Linked DNA regions of Mus musculus: regions 1, 2 and 3 are each linked to region 4. The links are chromatin contacts, called in public Hi-C and promoter capture Hi-C maps. All regions are on one chromosome and are shown on one strand. Each heading gives the region's core, a stretch centred on a gene start, on an enhancer-like site or on the middle of the called end of the contact. The rest is flanking DNA. Distances are from core to core; before and after follow the strand shown.

Evidence for each region. Promoter capture Hi-C pulls out the DNA fragments that hold promoters and counts their contacts. A called contact is a pair of places that touch in the nucleus more often than the background predicts.
Region 1: a promoter capture Hi-C map of neural stem cells shows a contact between it and region 4. The contact joins the promoter of Tmco5 here to the promoter of Rasgrp1 in region 4. A contact is called at or near these places in 13 of 39 promoter capture datasets (the 3T3-L1 cell line, the C10 cell line, the HPC-7 cell line and 9 more), 1 of 115 datasets of contacts at active chromatin or transcription factors (embryonic stem cells) and 2 of 9 other capture datasets (adipose tissue and liver).
Region 2: a Hi-C map of B cells shows a contact between it and region 4, with 6 read pairs. The contact joins the enhancer-like site here to the promoter of Rasgrp1 in region 4. A contact is called at or near these places in 1 of 39 promoter capture datasets (pre-B cells), 2 of 484 Hi-C or Micro-C datasets (B cells and embryonic stem cells) and 2 of 115 datasets of contacts at active chromatin or transcription factors (effector CD8 T cells and embryonic stem cells).
Region 3: a contact with region 4 is called in a promoter capture Hi-C map of neural stem cells. The contact joins the enhancer-like site here to the promoter of Rasgrp1 in region 4. A contact is called at or near these places in 5 of 39 promoter capture datasets (the C10 cell line, the HPC-7 cell line, neural stem cells and 1 more).

The regions. Positions count from the first base shown.
Region 1 is chr2:116,877,214-116,880,329 of GRCm38.p6, forward strand. It overlaps Tmco5 (transmembrane and coiled-coil domains 5), which reads left to right and starts at 1,492. Exons shown (of 12, transcript NM_026104.5): 1 at 1,492-1,554; 2 at 2,062-2,105; 3 at 3,023-3,116. The coding sequence starts at 2,071. Gm13990 (a long non-coding RNA gene) reads right to left here and starts at 1,434. Exons shown (of 4, transcript XR_374895.4): 1 at 863-1,434.
Region 2 is chr2:116,971,370-116,974,291 of GRCm38.p6, forward strand. No RefSeq gene overlaps it. Among named protein-coding and RNA genes, the nearest start is that of Gm46758, 56 kb to the left of the region's middle. Within about 2 kb of position 1,397, at least 257 of the 459 cell types and tissues checked have an H3K27ac peak or open chromatin away from gene starts, as enhancers often do. A contact at or near this core is called in B cells, effector CD8 T cells, embryonic stem cells and 1 more, where this site is marked.
Region 3 is chr2:116,850,968-116,854,256 of GRCm38.p6, forward strand. All of the region lies in intron 3 of Gm13990 (a long non-coding RNA gene), which reads right to left. Among named protein-coding and RNA genes, the nearest start is that of Gm13990, 26 kb to the right of the region's middle. Within about 2 kb of position 1,449, at least 25 of the 459 cell types and tissues checked have an H3K27ac peak or open chromatin away from gene starts, as enhancers often do. A contact at or near this core is called in neural stem cells, where this site is marked.
Region 4 is chr2:117,340,942-117,344,197 of GRCm38.p6, forward strand. It overlaps Rasgrp1 (RAS guanyl releasing protein 1), which reads right to left and starts at 1,936. Exons shown (of 17, transcript NM_011246.3): 1 at 1,734-1,936. The coding sequence starts at 1,768.

The DNA.
Region 1 (3,116 bases), core at 242-2,741, 460 kb before region 4:
GCTCAGAATGCTGAACCGGGTGTTAATCAAGCCATCTGTGGTCTGCAGGAAGAGGCTTGTATCAAAAACCTTAACCTGCCCCCAAGGCCCTGTTTCCACCTTGATTTAATGATTCTCACTGGTAGCAATCTGCTGTCTTCATCCCTGCAGGGCCCCAAGCTGGAGGCTCTGCCACTCACCCAGCTTGCTTCAGTAGCCCCTCAAGGAGAAAGGCTCCCCTGGAAGGAGACTCGGCTTTATTTTAATCCCAGTTAAAGTCCCTATCCAATCCATTAAGGGCTGCAATAACCTTGGTCCAGGGCATTTCCTGGCGAAGCTATAACCAGCTGGGGTTAATGAACTCTCCCTACCATCAATTCCTGGGAGAAGCCATTGGCCTGAATTGTTAATTACTCTTCTGTGTACAGCTTCATAAAGCAATGAAATGCCTTCTTTCAGGAGATGGTAATGGGGGTCATCAGAGGCGGTTAATTTTACGAATAGTTTGCTAGAAACTTCAGTATGTTAAGAAGTCGGTCTGGCTCACAAATCACCTCTCTGTGGTCCTGAGTAGAGGCCCGAAAGTTGACAGGTTTCTGTGACTCACATACAGAAGTTAGCAGCTGTGGAGAATTCACTGACATATACGTGTGCTCAGGTGTAAAAAAATGTATATTATTTGTTTTATGTGAATGACTTTCCATTAAAGGAGACATAATGGAGCTAATTCGAGATAATCACAGGAATTACTGTCAATATCAAAAATCTCTAGTAATTTCTTAGTCTTTGGTGGGTGATTCTTAGTCTCTGAAACTCAGACCATAGCAAGGATGTGCCCATAAGCCTCTGCAGGCAAAACTGGATCTTCATGGTATTACTCTACCTGCTGGTCTCTGCATTTATCCAGCACAGGTTCTCATGTCCATGAATGAAGCTGCTTCACAGATTGGCACGCTACTTTCGAACACGAGGAAACTCCGTGGCTCTATCTGCACCATCCGATTTAAAACTGCAAAGTCCTTCCTTGCTCCTATGTTCGCATTCTTTCTTTGGATGAAATAAAATCAACCTACACACACACACCTCACAAAGATAAGTGTTTTGGGTTGCCCTGCTCCCTCTTGAAGACACTGGTAACTTTTACTTCCCAATTCCCATGGGATGAATGGGTTGTTAGTTGGGCACATGGTGGCATCACTGTGGCCACAAGACCAAATTCCCCATCTTCATCCCACTTGGGCAAAGGAAGTGCTGTTTGCCACAGGCATAATAAGGAATACTGTTGCTTTATACTGCCTAGAAACCAGACTCCCTGAAGTATGTCCATGCTTAGGGCAGACTTAACCATAAAGTCCACACACCCACAGAAGTTCTAACACTGGAAAGATAACAGGAACCAGTTGCCAATGGCACCACGGTGACATGCTGCTTGCCCGTCCTGTGGCAGTTGTGGAGTCATAACCCTATGGAAGGTTGTGAGATTCTATTGGATGGTTCCAGTGGGAAGAGATGAGAGTCTTAAGAAGAAGCTCCTGATTAGGGCAGGATCAGAAAGCCAAAGCACATCGGTAGAAGGGAGGTAGAGTTTGTAGAGGAGGTTATAGGGCAGAGAGGGCCACAGAGTCTTTTTCTACTTGGTTTTCTGATCCCTGATTAATACTAACTTCCCACCAAGCTGGCAGTGGTTGGGGACTGGGGAACATCCAGGCTTTCCAGGGCAATGACACGCCGATATCTGTGCCCTGAGACCTTTAAGAAAGCAGCGGTCATGAAGAAAGGAGACTTAAAAAAAAACTGATCACCTCTGTCTCTTTCTAGTGTTTTGTTCAGATTTCCAAATTGCGTTAGTATGGCAAACAGCCTCTAGGTGCATTTGCTTGCAAGACAACTGCTGGACTTCTTTCCAGCAGATCTCTGCACCCTCCCTTCCTGATGCAGAGTCAGACGAACAGAAAGAGCTGGAGTGTCTGTCATGACCATCCCGGGGCTATGAAGGGAGAAAACAAGTTCATTTACTTTCTATTTGGGAGATTAATGGATCCATTGCCCCTGTTCATAACCACATCTCTGCTGACATTTCAGGGGCCTCCGATGGAAGAACAGAAGGAAAATCAGCTGGACTATGAGTAAGTAGCGGCGACTATGAAAGGCTGCAGTCTAGGTACCAAGAGGGAAGCAGGCCTGATGCTCAGACCTTCCCTCGTCTTCCGGTCACTTCTTCCTCCTTCCTTCCATTTCCAAAGCACTCCACTTCTACAGGAAGTGGTAACTACTGTAAATTCTCCCAGACAAGCTAGCTCTGCCAAGACAGGACTTTGATGCTGCCCGAAACACAATCCCTGGGTCATGCTACCCTATTCCCAGTTAACTCCAAAGACAATGAATTCTTTTACATGTTAGAAAAAGTTTAGTGCGAGCCTCCCTTGACTTAGGTGCTCCTCCTAAAGTTATCATCTCGTTCACAATTTTTTTTTCCAAAACTGATGTTTGTACTCTTGAATGATGTTCCTGAAATATAAGATGTACTCACTGAAATGGCCCTCCTATGAGAATCTCAACCATCATAATCAGAAAGTCAAAGAGAAGTGGAAGAGGGAAAGATTGAAGCCCTATTATGGGAGTAGAAGCTTCTGTCTCTGAATAAAGTCAGACTAACTCAGAAGTGATGGAGCAGGTGCCTAGATAAAAATAGTCAATAAAAGTGTATTGCATAAGCATGTTTTGAGAACAATTTAGGGAAAGGTTGCCATGGGAAACAGCTCTCTCCAGTACACGGCTATTTAAGGAAGTAAAGATTCTCTTGAAATCAGACTGTAGAGGCATCGTTATCTAGAGATGTCCCTTGATGGGTTGAGAATCACATTGTAGAGTGTGATTAAGATGTATGAGTTTTCCAAGAAATGGAGATGGAAAAGTGTGCTCCCAGGAAGAGCGGAGGGGATGAGCTACCTCTCTTCTAGAAAGCCCACTTGGCTCTTGGCTCAGAGAGTTTTTTGCTCTTGAGATAACCAGCCCTTGTTCATTTGTGGGGCTGAGCCTACAGGTCAGAAAAAATGGAAATCTTGAGATTGGCCCAATCAAAGAAGAACATTATCAGCTTGAACATGGACCTCGAAAGGGATATGCAGAGAATAGAT
Region 2 (2,922 bases), core at 147-2,646, 370 kb before region 4:
GAAGGAAGAAAGATATACAGAGTTAAGGAGGAAGTCAGCAGCTTGGTCCTCTTCATCCCTGACCTCTCTCTTTTTTTTTTTCTCCAGAAACAAGATAGCTGACACCACTTGTCTTTTACATTTTGATTTAATCTTTGTTATTACTTCTGCAGTGTGAGCATGGCTCTCTGTCAATGAATTCTTATCACATCCACGGACTTTATACTATATGGGCACAGAGAACAAATGGGAAAAAGTCTCCCCCTAGCAAAAATGTTGGCAGCACATTAAACAGGCTCCTCTGACTTTTTCTTTTCTATTCTTATTGTTTGGGTTTTTTGGTGGCAGCAAATGCTGGACCCATCTCAAGCCTCCCCTAGCTCCCTCCAATCAATGTGCATTCATCCCCAAAGGCCCCAGAGGCCCTGAGAAGCAAGTAGCAAATGGAATGAAAACGGAACAAATGCTCCACAGCCCCAGAGCTTTGTTTCCAGAAGCATCTGGTGGCCACTTCCAGATTTCTGAAGCTACAAATGACAGGAAGCTGTAAAGGCAGCTATGTGGTCCAGAAAAAAAAAGGGGGGTGGGTGGGGGTGGGGAGGAGTTACAGACTTGAATGTTTTGCCATTATTAAATTTCCCACTAAACCAGAGTGTTCAAAGTTTGCCAGATTTTGCCTAACCTCATCCACATTTAACTGTCTCCAGAAAACCAGGAAGACCATTTAGAAGGAAGACTCATTCATGTTTGGACTCAGGCAGACTCAGGAACCTTTGATAGCACTATCCTTACCCTGCCTGGCCACACCACAGAGCAGTCAGCAAGATCTCCCTCAATGGGCACAAAATTTCCCCTGGAATTTACAGAGCAGAAACCTTAAACACATATCACCAGAAGAACCAGATTACATAATGTCTCCATCACCCTCCTGACAGCTACAATTATGAGTCAATTCTGGTTTAAATATGAAACCGGAAGCTCCGCATTTCCCCTCTGACTATGTGGCAGGCTAAGTTAGAGCTCTCCCGGCCTGTCAGTTTGGAGATCTGAGTCGCTTCCACAGTCACTAATCTAGCAAGAGACCAAATGACCGGGTAATTAAAAGCAGCACTGCAGTGAGCCCTGCTTCGTTCAGGCCAGATGTTCTTCTTGCTCAGCCATTACCCACATAAGGAACAGAAATACACCCTGCCCCCAGCCCGGCCCTTTAAATTCTCCTTTTCTTTATCCTTTCCAGCTAATTTCCGGCTTCTGATCTTTCAATCCCACAAAATAAAGTAAAAATAAAAGCCCCATTACGAAAAGATGACATGTTATTGAACACATGACTGTAAGTTGTAATGCGCTCTGTAGTCTCCTCTTTGTACGTCTTAAAGCATTCCAGCGCTGGAGACGTTAAGTTACCCTGGCAACCTCACATGACTAAGGACTCCAGAGAGCCCCACCTAGCTGCAGGGACTCATTTAAGTCAACAAGGACCACCCCTACACTTAGTAGCCCGGAGATTGAGTAAATAGCACTGCTAGGGGGAGTGGGGTTTATTTTAGGGACCAAAAGACTGTTGAATGAGGCAGCTTCTCCTTTTTTTCTTTTTCTTTTTCTTTCTTTCTTCTTCTTCTTTTTTTTAACCCCAAACACAAGACAAAGACAAATAAAACTCTCCATCCTACCCTTTAGCGAAGCCTCATTAAGGTCGCGGGTCAGCTGGTAAATAAAAGCGAGGTCTTCTGGGCATTTTTCTACTTAATGGACAAATTACAAGGCTCAAAAAAAAAAAAAAACCCAATAATTCATTCCTGGAAAAAAAAAATGGCAATGTGTGACAGAACTTCTGTGAGCTTATCAGATTGAAAAGGGCACTTTGTGTTTGTCTCTCTATTCAGTCTGCTCACTTCACTTGAGGCTGCCCTGGCTTTAGAACCCCAGATGCCTGAAGGATTTTCAGGGACAGAGACGGAAGAAACAATCTTAATTCTGATTAGTGGTCATATTTATGTTTGTTATTTAACCCTTTTAGAGTAATTGAGACAGAGTTTCTGAGTGTCCCTGGGCTGGCCTCAAACTCATTGCGTAGCTAAGAATAACCCTTGAACTCTCAACCCACTTTCCCAAGTGCTAAGATTGTTGGTGTGTACCACCACACAGCATTTGACATTTGGATTGTTAATATTTGCTAAGACCACTGCCTGCTCATGACCAAGCTGAAAGGCAGAAAGGAACAGGATTACTTGATTTCTAGAGCACTCACCAGGTCTCTGTGTGAGGGGCACTGCTAGTGTGTGGCCTGTGCTCTAGCCCAGGTACCTCGTCTGTGGGGCTTTTTGCTGTGCTGGCCAGTCGTGTCTACAAGGCTAAAGAGAATGAATGAAGCTGAGAGGATCTCAGCTGTCAGAGAGGCTGTCTATACAAAAGCAAAATGGAGACCAGAATGGCCGTCAGATGAAACCCCAGGATAAGAAAGGAAGTTATTGTGTACAGCAACCTGCTGGTGGTCAGACTATGCCCTAGTAAATAAGGAAACACTGGGGCACCATTCTTGAAGTGGACTACCCATTGCTTGATCTGTGTGTGTAAGAAGAGAGGAGAGAGAGAGAGAGAGATGTGCTGGGATTATGCTTCAGGTAGGGCATTCTCCTCTTCCATCTTGTGTTCATTTGCTTCCTGACTGATGGTGTGTGTGTGTGTGTGGTGTGTGCAGAAAAAAAAAAAATCATATATTCCAAGCCCCAAAGAAAAAATATCCTAATAGAAGTATAAGCCAAGCCCCAGGTAACAATCACCATGGAGACACTGGAGTAGCACATGAGCCGCAATGATGCTTACCACGCACAACCATGACTCTGACTGACCATCCTGTTTCCATGGCATGCTTAAAGAGTGAATGATGGACGGGGTACACTCCTCACTGACGTAAAACATGATTCATGTTAGCCAGAACCAACC
Region 3 (3,289 bases), core at 199-2,698, 490 kb before region 4:
GGGAGAGGTTACACCAGCTTAGCAAGCCCTGGGCTTTCTTGTTCTGAAGAACTTTCTTCCATCATAACGTTTCTTTTCAATTTTATTTATTGCTAGTGTGTCTATGTGTGTGAGTCTGTGTGTGTCTGTGTGTTTGGGTCTGTTTGTGCCTATGTCTGTGTATTTCTGTTTCTGTGTGTATATTTGCATCTGTCTCTATGTGTCCGTGTCAATATGTCAAAGTCTGTGTGTTTCTCTGTACATATGCCTCTGTGTACATGTGTTTGCCTGTGTGACTGTTTCTGTATCTGTGTTTCCCTGTGTGTGTTTGTGTGTCTGCATGTTTCTCTGTATGTGTCTATATATACATGTGTCTGTGTGTGTTTAGGTGTGTGTCTGTCTGTGTATGTATTTGTCTGAGTGTGTATATTTGTCTTTGTCTGTCTGTCTGTTACTGGAGATAAACCCAGGGCCTCGTGAACATGTTCAATCACTGAGCCACATTTTCTGTCCTTTTCTTTCCCCTAACTTTCTCTTCATGAGGCAGAGCCTCTTCAGGATGCTCAGGCTGGACCTCCTGGTGAAGCAAGCAGATGCTCACACCTCTGTCTTCGGACTTCAGCCCCTTGAGTAGCTGGACTTGCAGGCCTGTACCACCAGACTCAACTGCAAACTGGTAGTGGTCCTCTTGTGTTTCTCAAGTTTTGAAACTTTGTTTCATTCAGTGTGGAACCAATCAATATTTTAAACGTTACTTAAGTGAATTGAGGTTGCTGCCTTGAGCACATGCTTAGAGAGGCTAAGCCCCGAATACCAAGGGACAGGCCAAATTGGGGTCCATCAGAAACTCTTCCTAAAACTTCAGGGGAGTAAACTCTGCTAAGTCAAATTTCACTGATACGTTTATGACAAAAGAAGGTCAAAAAAAAATGTTGAAGAATACCAGAGAGAAATGAAAACATAATGAGAAAATTTCTTAAAAGTCTGTTCAGATTCATCTCACTCTTACTCATTTCAAACATCAGTTATTCTGAATGATTCTATTTAAAAAAAAAAGCATAAGTTGTGTGCAGCCTCATTCTTTTGCGAATACACTTTTTATTCCTCTAATAACTGTCATGTAAGCAACATTGTCACTCCATGACTTACTCTCTAATGGCATTGAGTGCATCTCTTGTTCTGCTGCTAAGTTAGAAGTTGGGAGCACATCTACTCTTAGTTCTTAATACTGGACCTCTAACTTAAATAACACTTTGGCCTCTAGATCAGCTGTGATTAAACTTTTCAAGTAACTTTGCCCTCACACAGCAGGGAAATATTTTATAAAAGAAATCGCTCGTTGGCACACAGAGGCCACAAGTATTCCTTCTTCCCTGCCTGAGAATTTGCTGTGTATAGAAATACCAGAGAGGCCCTGCTGTGAGGCAGAGAATGTGAGTCTTGGCCTCATTCCACCTAGGAAGAGACTGAAGTCTAGGGCTGGTAGATAATTTGTCCAAGGCTCAGCAGCTCAGACGCTCAGAGCGTGACTCTGTGGCCTGTGGCTTGCAGCCCAGAGCTGTGAAGCCAGGTGTTCAACAATCTCTTCCCCCAGGGGCAGCCTATAGCGACAGGATCCTGAAATCAGTGAGCACAGAAAGACATCCTGGAAAAGCCTGGAAATACAGAAGGGCTGGAAGGACAAGGAAGCTTGCTAAAGGTAAATTTTTTTACAAAACCATAACAAACAGCCGCACAGCCAAGGAGAAACCACCCTGCCCCCAGGAAGGAGGACTCAGAGGGAGCACCATGATTTTGCAGAAGGCCTTTGGGAGAAGAGATTAAAATCAGACTGGCCAAGGTGGTGTGAACCAATTTGTAAATGATGGATGCTCCGACTGGCCAACTTCCAGGGAGAGTTCAGGCAGGAAGCATCCTCCCTGAGCTGAGTAAGTCAGTGCCTTCCTCTGGATGGTAATGGCCTCACCTCAGTGGGGCTCAGATGACAAAATACAACAAGGTGACAGGGGTGATATAAAGGTCCTATGATAAATTAGAACCTACTATCACAGGGACTTTTTTCCAGGATCAATGTGTAGTGAAGCACATGCCCTAGCCACTGAGGCCCACAAAACGGCTGCATCTGAAAGGTATTAAGATCACATTGCTGTGACAGGGACAGACTGATCAGATCAAGGAAAAGACCCCCAACCAGGTCCCAGTAAAAAAAGGAAATCTCAAAAGGATCCAACCAAATGTTCAGTCATAAGAAAACACCAGGAACTGGGTAAATAAATAAATAAACAGTAAATTTTATTTCTCACAGATCTCTGGACATTATAAATCTAAGATCTAGACACTAGCAAGTTCAATGTCTGGTGAGGGCAGATGTCCACCTCCAAGACAGCATCTCAAATGCCGTGTCCTCTAAATGGAGGAAAAAAATATTGTAACCACACAGGCAAAGGCGATGCAAAGGTAAAAAAGAGGTTTAACTGATTTCCCCTAGCCCTGGCTACAACGTCAACATGGGAACTGTGAAGGCTGCTGAATCCATCTAAATAGGAACAACAATTCGGTCTGAATTCTCATTGGGACACTGAGATGTCATCCCAAGACCCTTGGGTTCTCAAAGTGGAAGCTTAAAGCTTGGGGTGAACGTTTGGCATCTCTCTCTCTCTCACTCTCTCTCTCTCTCTCTCTCTCTCTCTCTCTCATGAACTTGAGGAATAGAATAGATTTTTTTTTTTTTGCTGGAATCTCTAGAGCCAAGAATATGGCCCAGTATACATTAGAGGTTCAGCAAACATTTGATGGATAAACAGATGTGCGTCATCCTTCTAAGAGTCTGTAAACTGTAACAGAGATAGAACTATCATTAAAGGAGCTGAGGGCATAATTCAATTGGTAGAGCATTTTTAAAGATGGGATGGGAAAAGTTAGTGTATTCCTGTTAGAAAATTCAACCACAAAACTCTGAATTCTTGTGTCTAGGAATCATAACTAATCCTCAAGAATTAGGATGGAAACTGATTTGTGATACAATACATGTATTATATATGTGCATACATACATACATGTACATAATATTTGTACATGTATATGTATTAACATACAACACCCTCCGGGCACACTTATCACTTACCCTCTCTTGTCTCCCACTCACCCCTAACACCCTCTCCTACCCCTGCCCACTCTCCATCCCACTTTTCTGCCTTTCTGTTTTGTCTTTGGTTTTTGCTTTGTGACCTGCTATGTTTAACTGGGGCAGCTCACGCGGTCATGCGTGTGAAACTTTCCAGTGGAGCATGAAGACAGTGACTCTCTGATC
Region 4 (3,256 bases), core at 686-3,185:
ACATTTTTTTTAAAAAGAATTTTTTTTAGCTTGTTTTGGTTTTGTTTGTTTGTTTGTTTTGTTTTTCTTTTTGTGAGACAGGGGTCTTACTATGTGGCTTGAAACTCTGTATTAGTCTTTTCTATTCAGTGCTGGGATTGCAAATATGCCCCCATCATACCTGATTGAAAACGAACAATCCTATCACTCCACCAAGATGCAACCAAAGGAATTAAAAGAAATATCTTAATTTCTTTCTTACATGATGCTAGGGACCAAAGTCAGGATTGTTGCATGCCAGGCAAACACTCTTCACCAAGCTAGATCCCCGCTTCACGTCCTCTGCCCTCTCCCCTCCCTCCACCTCTTGGTGAGATGGTTGTAGGTAAGGATTTTTACAGTGCTTTATGATAGGCAACTTTGAGAGTGCTTTAACCATCTGAAGAGTGAACAGCCTCTAATTCTACAAAGTCATGATTTTAAAGGGCAGTAGCCACACGTTTCCAGTTAAACTTATGAATTAAATAAAACAAAATAACAACAATAACAGCAAAAACAAAAGCTTGAAAGAAACCCAGTAACTTCAAGATGTTTTCTCAGCCCTGCAGTAGTTAGCGTCTGCCTTCCCCACCCCACAGAGCCTGGGGAGAGGTTTCGAAGTATGAACCGATTTGGGGGACTTAGTCTCCAGGCACAGTTATCCACAGGGCAAAGGAGGAAACAGAGGAGGGCCGGGACATCTCATAGTTGTTTATAAGAAAAGGCAGCTTTCACAGGGCCATTTCTGCTGAGTGTAGCTTCCAGTCCTGCCCCACACCGCCAATAATGCAGAGTTAATTCAATGGACTAACCCATTATAGTGTAGCGCAAGGTAAGGTTGAGAACACTCAGGGGATGATATGGCCCAACAGGGAATTTTAATGGGCATAGTTACAGATCAGGCATGGTGCCGTCATATCGGAGTCCACGTGAATGGCGTTGTGAAGGACACAACGTTCTCGGCCCTAACAAAGGCTAAGTGGTGTCCAGGCAGTTACGGGGTCCTGGTGTTTTGAGGACAAACACTAAATTTCTTGACATCCCTCCAACCCCCACCCCAGGCTCCTTATTGCTGCCCAAGAGATAGACTGTTCATAGCCATTCTTCCTTCACCTTCCGTCTCCCAAACATCTCTGTAGAGTATAAGGGGAGGGGTGTAGACTCATAGACCATTGATTTGGAAACTTCTTTTTCCTCAAAGGGCAGCCAAGCACTGCCACCTCCGCTTGCAGCCATTGCCGCCAGTCGCTCCTGAAAGGCCAGGAGAGTCCGCAAGGTGGCGCTGTCCTAGACCCGCGCCCGCAGCGGGTGCCAAGGGCACGGAAAGTGTGCGAGTGGGAGTTCCCGGGGGGTGCCCAGACCGAGAGCATCCAGGGAGGTCGACTGTTGTGGGCGCTGGGTAGGTGAAAGGTTTGGCTGGGCTCAGACCACTCCAGATCTGCCCAGGTGACCTGTGGCCTCGCCACCCCAGCAACCCCAACTCTTTCTTCCCGACCTGGTGTGCTGGACTCTGAGGTTGTCTGTATCACGCCTATCTTGACCTGGCTCCCAGGTCCCCGATCATGGTCTACCCCTGTAGGCAACTCTCCTCCGAGGGAGGCGCCCTGGTCGTCTAGTCCCTCCTGGTACCCACTGGAGAGGACCACAGGGCACACCGCTCAGCTATCCTTCCCCAGTAGAGGTGCAGCGCTCTCCGAGGAGACGCAGCTACTCACCGCGGAGCCTCTCTCGCCTTGCCCAGGGTTCCCATGGTCGCGGCTCTCTGCGCCCCTGGAGCCGTCTCACCTAGAGCGGTGGGATCGGCTCGGCCGGGCGCCGCGCATCCCTCGGCCGCCGCTGGCCCTCGCAGCCCGGAGCCGACCACTCTTGGAGCCCGGCGAGCCGACCCAGGCTCACCCGCAGGCACAAAGTTTGTGCGAGCGCGCTCCCTACGCTCGCTCCCGCGCGCGCACACACTCTCTCGCACCAACCACCTGACAGGCGTTGATGTTATCATCAGGCTGGAGGAAACGTGGGGCGCCCTCAGTTCTTCTTCGAATCCTGCCCCCATTACTTGGTAGCGCCCCGAGGAGTTGCGCCGCCCTAGCGTCTCCCTTCATCCCCGCCTGCCATTCATCTCTCCCAGCCCAAGAGTTAGGTCCGAGGGGTGCAGAGTGAGTTGCCCCGAAATTGACAAAGCTAGAGCCTTGCGAAGAGTTGCCTCCACCCAAGGCTACGAGTCCCCTAGGGGGGTGGGGGTGGGGGCTCTGCTGAGACCCTTTCCCGGATGGCAGGACTGTCTTGTATGTATCAGTGAGGGTACACAGTCGGGTCTGGGCAAGGAAGGCAGAACCCCCCTAAACTACTACGCACTTAGTTCTCTTTGGCATATTTAAAAAAAGAGAAGACTTAGCTGTGTGCACTGCACTACGGAGGAGGCGGTGGGTGTGGAGGTGAGCTGTCAGGTTAGAGGCTGCTGCTTGGGAGTTTGTGGGTGTGGTAGACCAAGAGAGCCAAGTGGGAGTGGAAGGCTAGGGGAGGGGCTTTCTTGCAATGTCAGCGTGCCAGCAGACCTGGCCAAGAGGGGAGACCTACCTGCTACTTGTCTGGAACATGGCCACGGTAATACCAACAGCTAATGCTGATCCAGTGCTGTTTCCTACATGTTACCTCGTTAAGCCACCCCTCCAAACGCAAAGAGGGCACTGCGTAAGATTTAGAGAACACCAGGCTCTCACAGCCAGTAAACCGAAAAGAGAGGTGGCCCAGACTGAGCTCTGCCTGGCGTCTCTAAGTCCCTGCTGGACTGGCCTAATAACACCCTCGTTATTGCTATCACATCCCGTGATCTTCCCAGCCACAACGTTCTGGACTTTAAGACCTCCTTCTGCTATAACGCGTGCATTTCCTCATGTTTATGTGCAATGTTGTCCTAGAAAAGAATTCAGGATCACTTACAAGAATACACAACCTACAAAAATAAGTATGAGAAACAACAGCAACAAAACAAGGCCGATAAAATGGGGCCAGAAGTGGAGAGCAGTCTAAAATTACATACCAATGTATGCTTACACATTTGGAAAACAGAATCTACTACACACTTGCTTCAAAGGGGTCAGCCAAGCCCAAGAGGAAGGTCTACATAGTTCAGTTCCTTACATATGAAAGACACCCCCACCCCCACCCCCCAAAAAAGGAAGAAAACAAAAAGAAACAGAAAAAAAATGTTTAAAAGATCCGAGGTTCTTGTCACAGAGCC